Linked DNA regions of Rattus norvegicus: region 1 is linked to region 2. Evidence: chromatin contacts called from public Hi-C data. All regions are on one chromosome and are shown on one strand. The core of a region is the stretch at or near the end of the contact, and the rest is flanking DNA. Distances in the headings are between cores, read along the strand shown.

Region 1 (5,866 bases), core at 280-2,779, 92 kb before region 2:
TTGACAAAAACAAATAAACAAGCAAGCCAACACACATAGTTTTAATCTGTTTGTTGTGGGGGGCATGTCTGTAGGCCAAGAACTAAATCTTTCTTCTATGTAGCATCCCACCCAATATTTGAATTTACTGATAATTCGTCCCTACGTACGAGGTCTGTGAGTCTGATTTCTCCCCAAAGATTGGCTTTATCTGTGGTAGATAATCAGGGGTTTTGGGAGCCAGACGTTTTGGGGTATGAATCCCCCAAGCCACAATATACTGTGCTATTGGAATCTGATCTCTCATAGGGTCTATTTCCAGATCTGCAAACAGAGACTGCAAGTGTCACTTGTCCTGTGATGGTAGAGATGGCATGAGCTTTACACTACCATAAGCCTCTCACAGACAAATTCGGTGTGGTTCTTCTAGCCTCTGTACCCTCAGTTCACCAGCAAATGTTTTTTGTTTTTTGTTTTCACCTTCAGTAACCTTTTTTTTTTCCTAAAAGATGTGTTATTTTCCACTTAACCACCAGGTGGCAGTGTCTTAGACCCCTGGGGTTTCTTTCCTGCAGTAAAAATGATAATGGAAAAACACCACTATGTTAAAGCACAGCTAGAAAGTGACAACCGGCTTCCAAAGCTCAAACATAATAAAATTCACTCATAAAACAGAGGCTCCCGGGGGTATTTTGTTTGCTTTACAGCTGGGTACAGCATGACAAAGTGACAGCAGCCTGGTGATTCCTGAGCAGAGGGTACAGCAAGGAAGGAAGGAATGGTTGATGAAGAAAACCAAAATCAATGGGAGGAGTCGGGAAGTAGCTACAAGGGAGTTGAACATTAAATTCAAATATTTTCCATTTAAAAGCCACTGCCTATAGAAACGAAGAAAGTAAGAATCTGAAATCGAATCCCACATGTTCAGGAATGACCAACCCTAAAGCAGCAGTTCTCAAGCTGTGGGTTGCAACCCCTTTGGGAGTCAGACAACCACAGACGTCGCCTAAGACCATCAGAAAACACAGATATTTACATTATGATTCATAACAGTAACAAAATTACAGTGATGAGGTAGCATTGAAATGATTTTATGGTCTTTATGGTCGGGGGCAGGAGTGTGACCAAAACTGAGGAACTGTATTAAAGGGCCGTAGCATTAGGAAGGTTGAGAACCACTATATTAAACAAAGGCCAGTACACAAGACTCTAATATGTGGAGTTCAAGCTGTGATTTTGCCATTTGTTCCCTGTTTAATTGAGTTGAAAATTACATACTATGTGTCTTTCATGGTGTCTGGCCCAGGCATGCTAACATCTACACTAATGTTCAAAAAGCTTCAGCCATCAAATCCTCCGAGACATCATGGAAGCATGAGAGAGGACTGTGAAAGCTTCGCCGAGACAAAGGGAGAGAATGGTTCATTTGTGCCAAGGGGGAGTGGTCTGCACTGTTGATTGGATAGTGACCGGCCAGGGGAGTGGCCTGCACTGGTGATTGAATAGTGATGGGTATAGGAGAGGGACAGAGAGAGCAAGCAGTCCAGATGGAGGGAGAAAATACCAGAGGAATGAGTAATCCTATGAGAATAACAACTTGGATTCAGAAGACAGGGAAGAAAGTGACCGGCAAGGGGCCAGGAAACTAAAGCCCCCGTTTGCCAAGACAGCTTGAGGGAAAGACTTCAAAAGACTTAGCTGGAGAGATCAGTAAGGGTTGATCTGTGCGAGTACAAGGGAGGGGACAGGCTCACCTAAGCAGCCATCTTGGTGATAAGGGTAGGAAGGAGGTGCAGGAGTAAGAGACCCTCAGGAGAGCACTGAGTTCCCTCACTCAGATGAGGGAAAGAAAGATGAGGACAATGAATGAGATTCAAGAGCAAGCCAAGTGTCTAGTCTGGAATGTAAAGGAAGTGAACTGCAAAGAGCAGGGAGACAAACCTAAGTTATTTTTTTCTTCAATAATTTATTTTTTATTCACTTTACATTCCCCCCTCCTTCCTTTCTTCCCAGTCCCACCTTCACAAATCCCTCCTCCACTGTCCCCTCCCCTTCTCCTCAAAGAACAGGGAGCCTCCCTTGGGTACCACCCCACCCTGGGCCATCCAGTCCCAGCAGGACTAAACGCCTCCTCTCCCACTGAGACCCAACCAAGCAGTCCAGTTAGGGGAAGGTGATCCAAAAGGAGGTAACAGAGTCATAAATAGCCCCTGCACTATTTATTAAGGGGCCCACATGAAGACCAAGCTGGACATATGCTACACATATGCAAAGGGTCTAGGTCCAGCCACTGCATGCTCTTTGGTTAGTGGCCCAATCTCTGTAAGCTCCCCTGAGTCCAGGTTCATTGACACTGTAGGCCTTTGTGTGGTGTCTTTGACCCCTCCTGCCAGTTCAATTCTGTTCCCCACTCTTCCACAACATTCTCAGAGGCCCCTCCTGATCTTTGGCTGTATTTCTCTGCATCTGTTTTCATCCACTGCTGGGATGAAGCTTCTCAAGAGACAGTTATGCCAGGCTCCTGTCTACAAGTATAGCAGAGCATCATTAATAGTGTCTGGGCTTGGCTATCACATGCACTGGGTCTCAAGCTGGTTGGCTCTTCCCCTCAGTCTCTACTGCATTTTTATCCCTGCACAGCTTATAGACAAATTGATGTCCCCATCCCGCCTTTGGAAGTTCTTCCTCTATACAGGAGGTTGAGAAGGTAAAAACTGTTGAGAGAGTTGTCAGAGCACTATGGGCTTGACCAGGATAAAGAGGTGGGTTGTATGACAACATAAAGGCATGTGAAGGACCCGAGATTAACTTGGTGATAGAGCATACATATGGCCCTATGCCCAAACCGCAGAGTAAACCAGTGAGACTCACCGAGAGAGGGAGAGGGAGGCAGGAGATATGAAAGGAGAGGAGAAGAGAAGAGCAAATGAGAGGGAAAGGAAGCAGAGAAAGAGAATATATATTTAATCCCTTGTTCTAGGTCTACTCTCTTGGAATTCCCCATATTAAGCTCAAGGCTATAGTCCACAATCTATGGTAACAATATGATTCATGGTGGGTGATATGATTCATGGTGGGGGACATACCACCACCTTGAAGACTGGGGTTTCAAGTCATGAAATTTGGTCTTTGAGGAACATTTGATCAATACCATTATAATGACGATGATGTTGGTAATAATTACAGCATCGTTGAGTCCTGTGAGAACTTCTGGGAAATAACACAGCCTGAAAGTCCTGGAAACTTCCTAACAGGTAGAGAAATGCAATGCCCATAGAAGCTGGAAGTCTGTTCAGGCAGGAACACGAATAATACCCAGCACTGTGCTGATAGCATAACTGATGTTGTCTTTTATAAACCTCAAGTAAGCCATCGTTTAAGAATAATTGCTTCTGTTTTGTAGGTGAGAGAGAATCATACGTGTGTGTCAACTGATGAGCCCAATACCTCACAATTATTATTCAAACCAGCTCCTCTGACTTCCAAGCAGATGCTGCCAAAATTGGGTGCACAATGAGGAACAAAGTTAATGCTGAATTTTTTAAATATTTATTTATTTATTTATTATATACAAATACAGTGTAGCTGTCTTTAGACACATCAGAAGAGGACATCAGACCTCATTACAGATGGTTGTGACCACCGTGTGGCTGCTGGGATTTCATCTCAGGACCTCTGGAAGAGCAGTCGGTGCTCTTAACTACTGAGCCATCTCTCCAGCCCTAATGCTGAATTTTTAACAATAGAGGTTTTTTTTTTTCATCTTGTTCGTTTTTCTGGTCTCCATATATCCTGGTATCCTGTGTTCCTATCCCTGCATTTGAGCAGCAGGTAAAACATTCAATGCTTATTGGATGATAAGAAAGATAACCCAGGGGGAAGAAAAACAAACAATGCACTCTGCTTTAAAAGCCTGACCCTCTTACAAAGACAAAAGGGCCTGTGTGGTGTGCAGTGAGCATGGACTGTGTTTCAGGCTCTCTGAGACCACAGGAAGCAGTTTGCCTGGACTGGAATAAGGACACAGAATTTATTAAAATGAGTGTCTTTTGTTTGCCCCAGGATAGCCTATGTGACAGTGAGATTGCCCACAGGTCAAAGCTCAGAATTCTTTGGAAGCAGAGGGGACATCTGTGCATTGGATGCATGTGTCTGTGAGGAAGCCAACCGAGTCCCCAAGTCTCACTGTGTCATCAGGCAGCAGAACGAGTCTGGAAATGGCTGTTCCTTTACAGCAGAATGAGGCCAAAACCAGTCATGTGTTCTCTGTCCCTAGCCAAAGGAGACTGACTCATGATCAGAGGCAGGAGAGGACACGGGCTGAAGCACAGATGGGAACATCACCTCTGGCAATAACAACACAGAATGCCTCTGCTCAGCACCTTAGAGATCAACAAAACGCAGGATCTGAGCTGCATCTCCTGACAAAAATGCCCAAAGGGGCTGAAATCATGCAATCACCTCTCTAGCCAGCAACAGCTTGAAATCAAAACTAGATTCCCCTGGGGAAATAAGCAAAGATCATTGCATTTCTAGCACATCTGAGGACATGGACCTAGACTGGTACCTGCTGCTCAGGCGTCTATAATTGGGGGGTCACCGTTTGGTGTTCCCTGGGGTTTCAGCACAATTCTACACAAGCACCACGGTGCCACATGGATGTCTTCATCAGCTGTTCTTTGAAGCAGATGGATCTACTGTGGGTGAGATCCCATAGGTAGCAACACTTCTGTTTAGTCTGCCAGGTCTTAGAAGTGGGTGTTTCTGCTACCACAGTCATGGTTTGCAATGGAGTCCTCTGCTGGACCATCTAAAGAGAGGCTGTCAGCACTGTGGATGGCTCCCTCAGAAGTAGGTGTTGTAGGGACCATATACCTGGACCATGGCAAATCTCTGCTGTGGCTGGGATTAGGACCTTGGCTGAGTAAGTCAGTCTTAGCTTTGGTTTCCTGTCCTAGAATAGATCTGATCATTTCTTCACTGATTAGTCACAGGCGTGAAGTGAGGAAGACAGGAGAGCCAAGATGGGAAAGGCTCAAAGGTGCAAAGGACCAGAGAGTAGCGTGACACAGTCCCGTTGTCCCCCTTTAGATCCTTCACACCTCTGCCTGCCATAAATTTCAAGGCTGCACCTTCCTTATTGGACCATGCATGCCTTCCCTAGAAGATCTCTCCAGTCTGCAAATTTCTTATATAAACCCGAGAAAACCTTCCCATAATATATATTGCCCCACAGGACTGACCCTATGTCCCTTTCTCCAACAGGGTAACCTGTCACACTTTCCCCCTGGACAGACCCACACTCTGTTCTTTCACTCACAGATCTTCTGGGTTTATTCTTGCTGTGCAAACACTGTTCCCACTGGCCTTTCACACTGACTGCTTCAAGCAGGGCACACATTAGAATTCAAGAGTCAACCTTAGCCCACAAAAAAATAAAACAGCCTTATTCGACTACATTGTTAGCATGTGCACCACCTCATTACTACCTGAATCACAATTGTTGGCAATATTTAAAACTGAATCCGGTAAGATCCTTGCACAGTGACAATGCCTTGTCTCTCCAAGCCCCGTGGTTCTTCTAGCCTCAGCTCTACCCTCTCTGCCTAGGCCCTTTGGGTTCCTACTACTCTCTCATTTCCCTTTGCTCTAATTCCATGCACCTACTTTAAAACACCTACTACATATTACAAAACATACAAGCAACGGCTTGTTTGGTCCACTTCAACAATCTGCAATAGCTGCCCTTTGTCCCTGTGTTTTGTACAGAAGTTGAAAGTCTAGGGATAAGTGTCTGCTCAACTAACACAGCCAGCAAAACAACCCTTCTTTTCTAGCCTCAAACCAGACCCAAGGCTATCCCATCATGCCAGTCACTTGCTTAACT
Region 2 (6,444 bases), core at 3,652-6,151:
AGCAGGGGGACAGGACTGCAGAGAGCAGACTCATTGTAACTGCCCCAGGAAGAGCAAAGATAATTTAAAGAGATGTTCTGTGCCCCTCCCTCCTTGACTTTAAGACTATGTAAGACTCAGACATACTGGTCTTCAGGTACCTGGAAATTCCCCAGGAGTCTCATTCTGAGGAAAAAAAAGGGCGGGGGGGGCCCTAAAAACCTGTGCCAGTCCGATGGGCAAGTTTTCTCCCAGAAAGATTTTTATATGGTTCTAACAATTTGTCAGTTTACCTTGCAGGACAGACAGGAGCCCAGACAATGATGGTCAGTGATGAATAGGGACACACTAAACCAGAACTGCTTGCTTAGTTATCCATACTTCTTGCACTCTATTTAAACCTAAACCTCCTTGTGTTAAGACCCTAAGATGGACTTGGGCTGTTGGAAGAGTGTTTGGATCCCTTTATCCTCTTTCCAGTGTGGTCACATCGAATAAGTCTCCTTTCTCTTTATTACATTGTCACTTGTCTTTCTGTTGAGGACATGTGACTGAGCCTAACTTGTGAGGGCTTCTAAGACTCAGCCTCGGAGCCTAAGAAGTCGGGTATCATTATCCTCACTACTGTTAGTTTGCAGATATGAAAGTGGGCAAGGCCTGGAACTTTCCCTGGCTTGTGACCTCACTGGATTCTTAAAACTAAATGCCCTACCTCTAAGTCAAGTCTGAAACCATCCATTCTTACCTGACTTATCATAGCAGATATAAAGGAATTGGTTTTGTAATGATCACCACTGTTTATCACCAAAAACCTAGTATTTTGTTCTTTGTAGGTGATGGTGGTGGTGGTGGTGGTGGTGGTGGTGGTGGTGGTGATCGTGGTGTGTATATGTACAGTTACCCATGTATGGGAAAGTACACATGTATGTTCTTGCATGTATAGACCAAAAGTTGATATTAGGGATTTTTAATCACTCTCTACCTTATGTTTCTGAGGTAGGCTCACTCACTGAACCTAGAGCTTACCAAACTGACTAGAGTCACTGGCCTACTGTCTCCCATCCTGGGAATACAAGCACACCACCATACCTAGCTTTTTGTTCCCTTGGGTACTGGAGCTCAAACTCAGTTCTTAGGCTTGTATGTAAGAACTCTACTAAGCCATCTCCACAGGTCCCTCTTTGGTTCTTTTGATACATAAACACCTCTCAAAGCCTAATCAGAACACGTACACTGGTTTGATCCTGGAGGCCACTTTGAGGCTTGACTTGAAGAACATCATACACTAAGATGCATTTCCTCTAAAGCAAGCAAAGAGGTCCAGTCCCCTGGGAGCAACTAGACAAAGTGTTGTCCTCTTCCAGATCAATAGCCATATTTAGGAAGTGTCTCTGGAGAACTGAGGGCCAATGTCAGGCAGTATGGTGTGAGATATGGGTGTGTATCCCTAGCCCAAACACTTGCCATGGGTGTGGTCTTGGTACATCATTTCACTTTCCTAAATTTCAGATCTTTTTTATTGGTTCTGTGCTATTATTCTTGGCTATTACACTATTCCACATCTGAATAGGGTAAAAGTACAAATAATTGGCATGAAAATTATGCCAGTTCTATAAACATGGTTCTTTTGACAATTCTGTGCGTTATGTTAGCATTAGGCATTGCTTTCCATTTTGATATATATAAGAATTGTCTCAAGATAATACAGATTCCTAGGCTCTGCCATTTGCAATTCAAGTTAAAAGAGTGAGAAGAGAAAGACTCCATCCGTCTTAGTTAAGGTTTTACTGCTGTGAACAGAACCAAGGCAACTCTAATAAAGGACATTACATTGGGGCTGGCTTATAGCTTCAGAGGTTCAGTTCATTATCATCAAGGCAGGAACATGGCAGCATCCAGGCAGGCATGTTGCAGGAGGAGCTGAGAGTTCTACATCTTCATCTGAAGGCTGCAAGAAGACTGACCTCTTGGAAGCTAGGAAAAGAGTCTAAAAGCCCACACTCACAGTGACACACTTCCTCCAACAAGGCCACATCTACTTCAAAAAGACCACACTTCTTAATAGTGCTACTCCCTGGGCCAAGCACACACAAACCACCACAACATCCAATCCACTGAGGACTATCAGAAGGGAAAGTTTAAACACAAACACAGCAAGAATGGTTAGAGTATACAGGGTAAGGACCCCTGTTCAAGAAAAGCTATAGACACATAGAGGCACATCTGAGCTGCATACACATAGAGGCACATTCCAAGATATATACACACGAAGAACAGAGGACACACTCATTAACATCCAGAGGACACCATTTCTCATTCATTAGGTCACCAGATTATAAAGACTTCACAGAGAGAGTGGATAGAAATTAGGTTTGAGGGAGAGGAAAGTTTTACCATGTAGAGATTTAGAGAAGGAGAAATCAGGGAGATAGAAGTTTATAGGAATTGCCATATTGAGGAGAAAAGTTTAGACAAGGGAATATACAGAAGGCCAGCAGGAGGGACAACAATAAAGCTGATGGGAGACCAGGTTACAAGGGTCTTCAAAGGCAGCCCTTCTTATTAGAAGACCTGGGCCTGACAGTTGGTTCCATGATTCTCATAAAATCCCTGACGCCCCAAACACAGACTGAGAGGCCGTGGAGAATGACCTGTTCAAACTCCCTCCATTGTAGATGAGAAAATATGGTTCAGAAAATGCAGGTGGTTGGGCCAAGGTCACACAGAGTAAGATGGAATCTCTCATCTTCTTGGCTTGCCACATCCCACATGGCCCCTGAGAAGCTTAAAGTAGAGATTTATAGACTCTGGAGATCAGAGACAGAGCAAACCCCCACCATCACCCTTTCAATTCCAACATTACACTGGGTCATAAGAGGGGCTAGGAAAACCAGTTACCCCAATGATTTATGACGCAGGAATAGAGACCACCTCTTGTGCCCAGCCCTGAAGCACATTCCACTTCAGTCTTGAAGACAACACTCAGTGTCCCTGGTCTGCTGGCCAGATGCTAGCACGGACTGCTGCCTTCATGTCCCGGCACAGTAGCCCATACAGCCCTAGGTTCACGTGGTCTTGTTTGTGAGGAACCAGAGCTCCAGGCTGATCATGAAAAAGACACAGTTTACTTTTTGGCTTTTGCATCTGGAAAAGGACGAATCCCAGATTGTGCTGTTGGCATGGGGGGGGGGGAGGTTATGCTACTGCCTGAGAAGCCAAGGGCAGCTGCAGACCCTGGAGAGAGTCACAGAACAATCAACTGTGACTCACCATCCTCTGGTTTAGGGGCCTCAACTTACAGATGGTATTCATTTGACCAGAGGTCACAGGAAGTCACAGCCAAACAGAACCCTAGAGGACATTTTGGCCATCCCTCCTTTAAGATGAGTCAGAAAGAAGGAAAAATAAGTCACACGAGGTTATAGTCAGGGAACAGGCAGAACCAAGCCCCTCAGATTTCAAGGGTGGTTCTTCCACTGAAGCCCTTCATCTCCATCAAGCAAGAGCAGAAGCTTACTGGTCCACCACTTGTTATCTGAAAGGCAAGATAAGCCCTTCTCTCTGTATACCATCCACCTTCTTCCGTCCAACCGAGGCAACTTCCCTTTTATCTGGGACAAAGGGTTTTTTTTTGGCTAACTTTCAGGTTTGGAAAATCAGTTATTGCTGACTCAGAGTGTGTTCGATAAAGATAAGATGGAGGAAATAGCATGTCATAACCTCAGGGAGCCCAGTGGTTAGAGAGGTAGGGGGAAGAAAAATGGGAAGAAATGATAAAAGAAGGCTGCACAGCAGTGAAGCAGAAACATGGTTCTTCACAGTCGCTTAAGAGAACTGAAAGAATTGGAAAGTAGAAGGGCCAGTGCAGGGGGCCTGGTCAAACTTCACACCTGACATCACCATCCCTGTATGGAGGAGGGCATTGCCATGGATACCGGAATCATGAGAGATGGCTAGCAGATGGGTTTATGGGCATAGCCTCACCATGCTTCCACTAATTTAGCAACCACAATAGAGTCCTGGCAGCTATGCCATCTTCCACTCGGCTATTATAGACAAGATGTCGGGGTCCAAGACACATAAAGCTACTGAGGTTGTGTCCTCCCATATTTTGTGCTTCCCTAAGCTATGAAAAAGCACTGGGCAAGAGTATCAGGATAGAAATGTACTCCCTGGAGACTCACCTAGAAGCAGATGTGAAACTGGCAGAGGGAGACAGGAAGATAACTTAGAGGACAATGGAGCCAGAGGCAGAAAGCTGCTAACAACTGAAAATGTCTCAGGGAGAGGTCATTTGTTTTATTCGGCAGCTGTTTGGAGTTCTCACAGTATACAGGCAGGGTGATGGATTTGACAGCCCCAGCACATTTCCAGAGAGAGTAGCAAAGTCAGTCACTTCACAGAAAAGTCAAAATCCAAGGTTTATGTCTAAGGAATCTCTAGGCTCCTGACTTTTGTTCCTCCCCCCAGCATGGCTCCCTCAAACTTTTCCTCTTCTCCAGCTCTCCACAGCCCACTGCAAAAGCCCTTCTCATAGGGGACTGGTGAGCATTTTTCTTAGCTTTGTGTAGCCCACACTCGCACACACATACCAAAAACATGCGGTCAGGCAGGTTCTCTGCTTCTTCATGATTAGACTGATCAGACACCATACCTGATCACAGGAAACCAGGAGTGAGCCTGACACTTATCCTCCTTATCCTTCCACACAACGGTGAGTGAACTTTAGCCTCCAAAATAAGTCACTCTGCACACATCACTTCCTCTTGCTGTGCCTCAGACTCCGGGTCTGTAAACTAGAACCTCTTTGGAGATGACCTCATTTGTGAGAGCTATCCTTGAAGCAGCGCCTTTGAGGGTTGAGGCATGTGGCTGGTGAGGGCCAACGGTTCAGCACACAGCATCTTTCCATCTCCCACAACACAGGGCAGGATCATCAGACATATTTGTTTCATCCAGAGCCCATCAGGCCCCAGGAGACCAGCTCTGTTAGCTGAGTCATATCTCAGCTGACAGATGCTGTTTTAGCTCCTCGGAGCATTGGAACAGGGACCCAAGGGGAAACTCCTGCAAGCCCCTAATGGAAGAAGGACTCAACCCCATGCATGACCTTTTCTGAACAGGAAGTACAGTGTGGCCCGAATATACCTCCCTTCTGCATGCTAGGGTTCTAGCAGCCGCTCCCAGAACAAATCTCTGCCAGGCGAATCAAGGCTCATGCACAGGCCTGAGAGTTGGCAGAGAGGGAATTGTCCCCAGCCAGGGATGGGTTTTCATTACCAGCCCACCCAAGTGCTACTTGGCTGCTGGTGCCTCTGAGCTTTTCAGGAGTGAAAATGAGAGAGGGGGCAGAGGAAGTCCTGGCGGGCTTAGGACCCCTCCTGCTTTGTTCAAGGACACAGAAGTGGGTCCAGCATGCCTTTGGGTTGGAAAACGGAATGTCAGCACAGGGCAGATTCCTGATGCATGTGCCCCAGATGTTTCTAGACTATTTGTTTGTGTTAATGGAAAATGGCTGCATTAATAACCTTTATAAGTATTCCTATAGGGAGTTTGTGTCTACATGCCTCATATTTGCTTGTGGGTTTAGGAGGGAAGGAAAGAACATTAGACACAGGGAAAAGGCCAGGAAGTGACCTTGTCCAAGTAACAGCTGGTGGCAAAAGCCTGAGTCAACACTTTTTCTTACATGATTTGTCCAACAATTAAATATTCATAGCGCACCAAAGCTCTTTTTATTATTATCTCAATTAAACCCTATGACAAGGAGGAGGTCAACCTCAGAGAAAGCAGTGTCCTACCCAGCCAGCCCCATACCTAGTAACAGCAGGGCAACAATTGAACATGGAGTTTCAGACTCCAGATCAAAAACCTCCCCACAATGCTACTCCACATGGAACTGACAAGCACATGCGAAGACCACAGGGACCTTACAAGGGTCACTAATGTAAACATCTGCCTTGTGTCAACACTTCCCTTTCACGTCTTAAACTGGACCAAATTGCCAAGTCCGTTTCTGACTTATAGGAGAAGCACCGTATCCTGGCCTGCAAGAATCCTTCAACATCTCCACTTCCCAACGTCTCCTGGAGATGAGTAACTGAGCTATGACTAAGCCTGTGCTTAGGCAAAGCAAGAAGGATATTGACACAGCCAGGGCCAGGGCCAACTGCACACAAGTAAATGACCTAGGCTCTCTCTCTTTGTTTTCTAGTTCTCGGCCAGGATCAGAGGCATTGTAAGGACAGCTTTAGCAATGCCCTGGGCACAGTGCTGACTCTCACTGAATGATAATGAATCCTGGGTACCTATAGAGTAGTTGCTCAACTGAGAAGTGAATGTACCTCTCACGCTCTAGGACACTGAGACTCAGCAGGAGCCAACTTTGATTTTAAATATGATGGTCATATAGCAAACTATTATTTGTGTGTTTGTAGAAGCTGAAGCTGGTCACTTTGTCTTATA

Evidence for each region. A called contact is a pair of places that touch in the nucleus more often than the background predicts.
Region 1: a contact with region 2 is called in a Hi-C map of the A7r5 cell line, with 1.8 times the contacts expected there. The contact joins two enhancer-like sites. A contact is called at or near these places in 3 of 12 Hi-C or Micro-C datasets (the A7r5 cell line, liver and psoas muscle).

What each region holds. Positions count from the first base shown.
Region 1 is chr7:98,241,769-98,247,634 of GRCr8, reverse strand. No RefSeq gene overlaps it. Among named protein-coding and RNA genes, the nearest start is that of Asap1, 260 kb to the right of the region's middle. Within about 2 kb of position 1,529, at least 12 of the 93 cell types and tissues checked have an H3K27ac peak or open chromatin away from gene starts, as enhancers often do. A contact at or near this core is called in the A7r5 cell line, where this site is marked.
Region 2 is chr7:98,152,883-98,159,326 of GRCr8, reverse strand. No RefSeq gene overlaps it. Among named protein-coding and RNA genes, the nearest start is that of Asap1, 170 kb to the right of the region's middle. Within about 2 kb of position 4,901, at least 9 of the 93 cell types and tissues checked have an H3K27ac peak or open chromatin away from gene starts, as enhancers often do. A contact at or near this core is called in the A7r5 cell line, where this site is marked.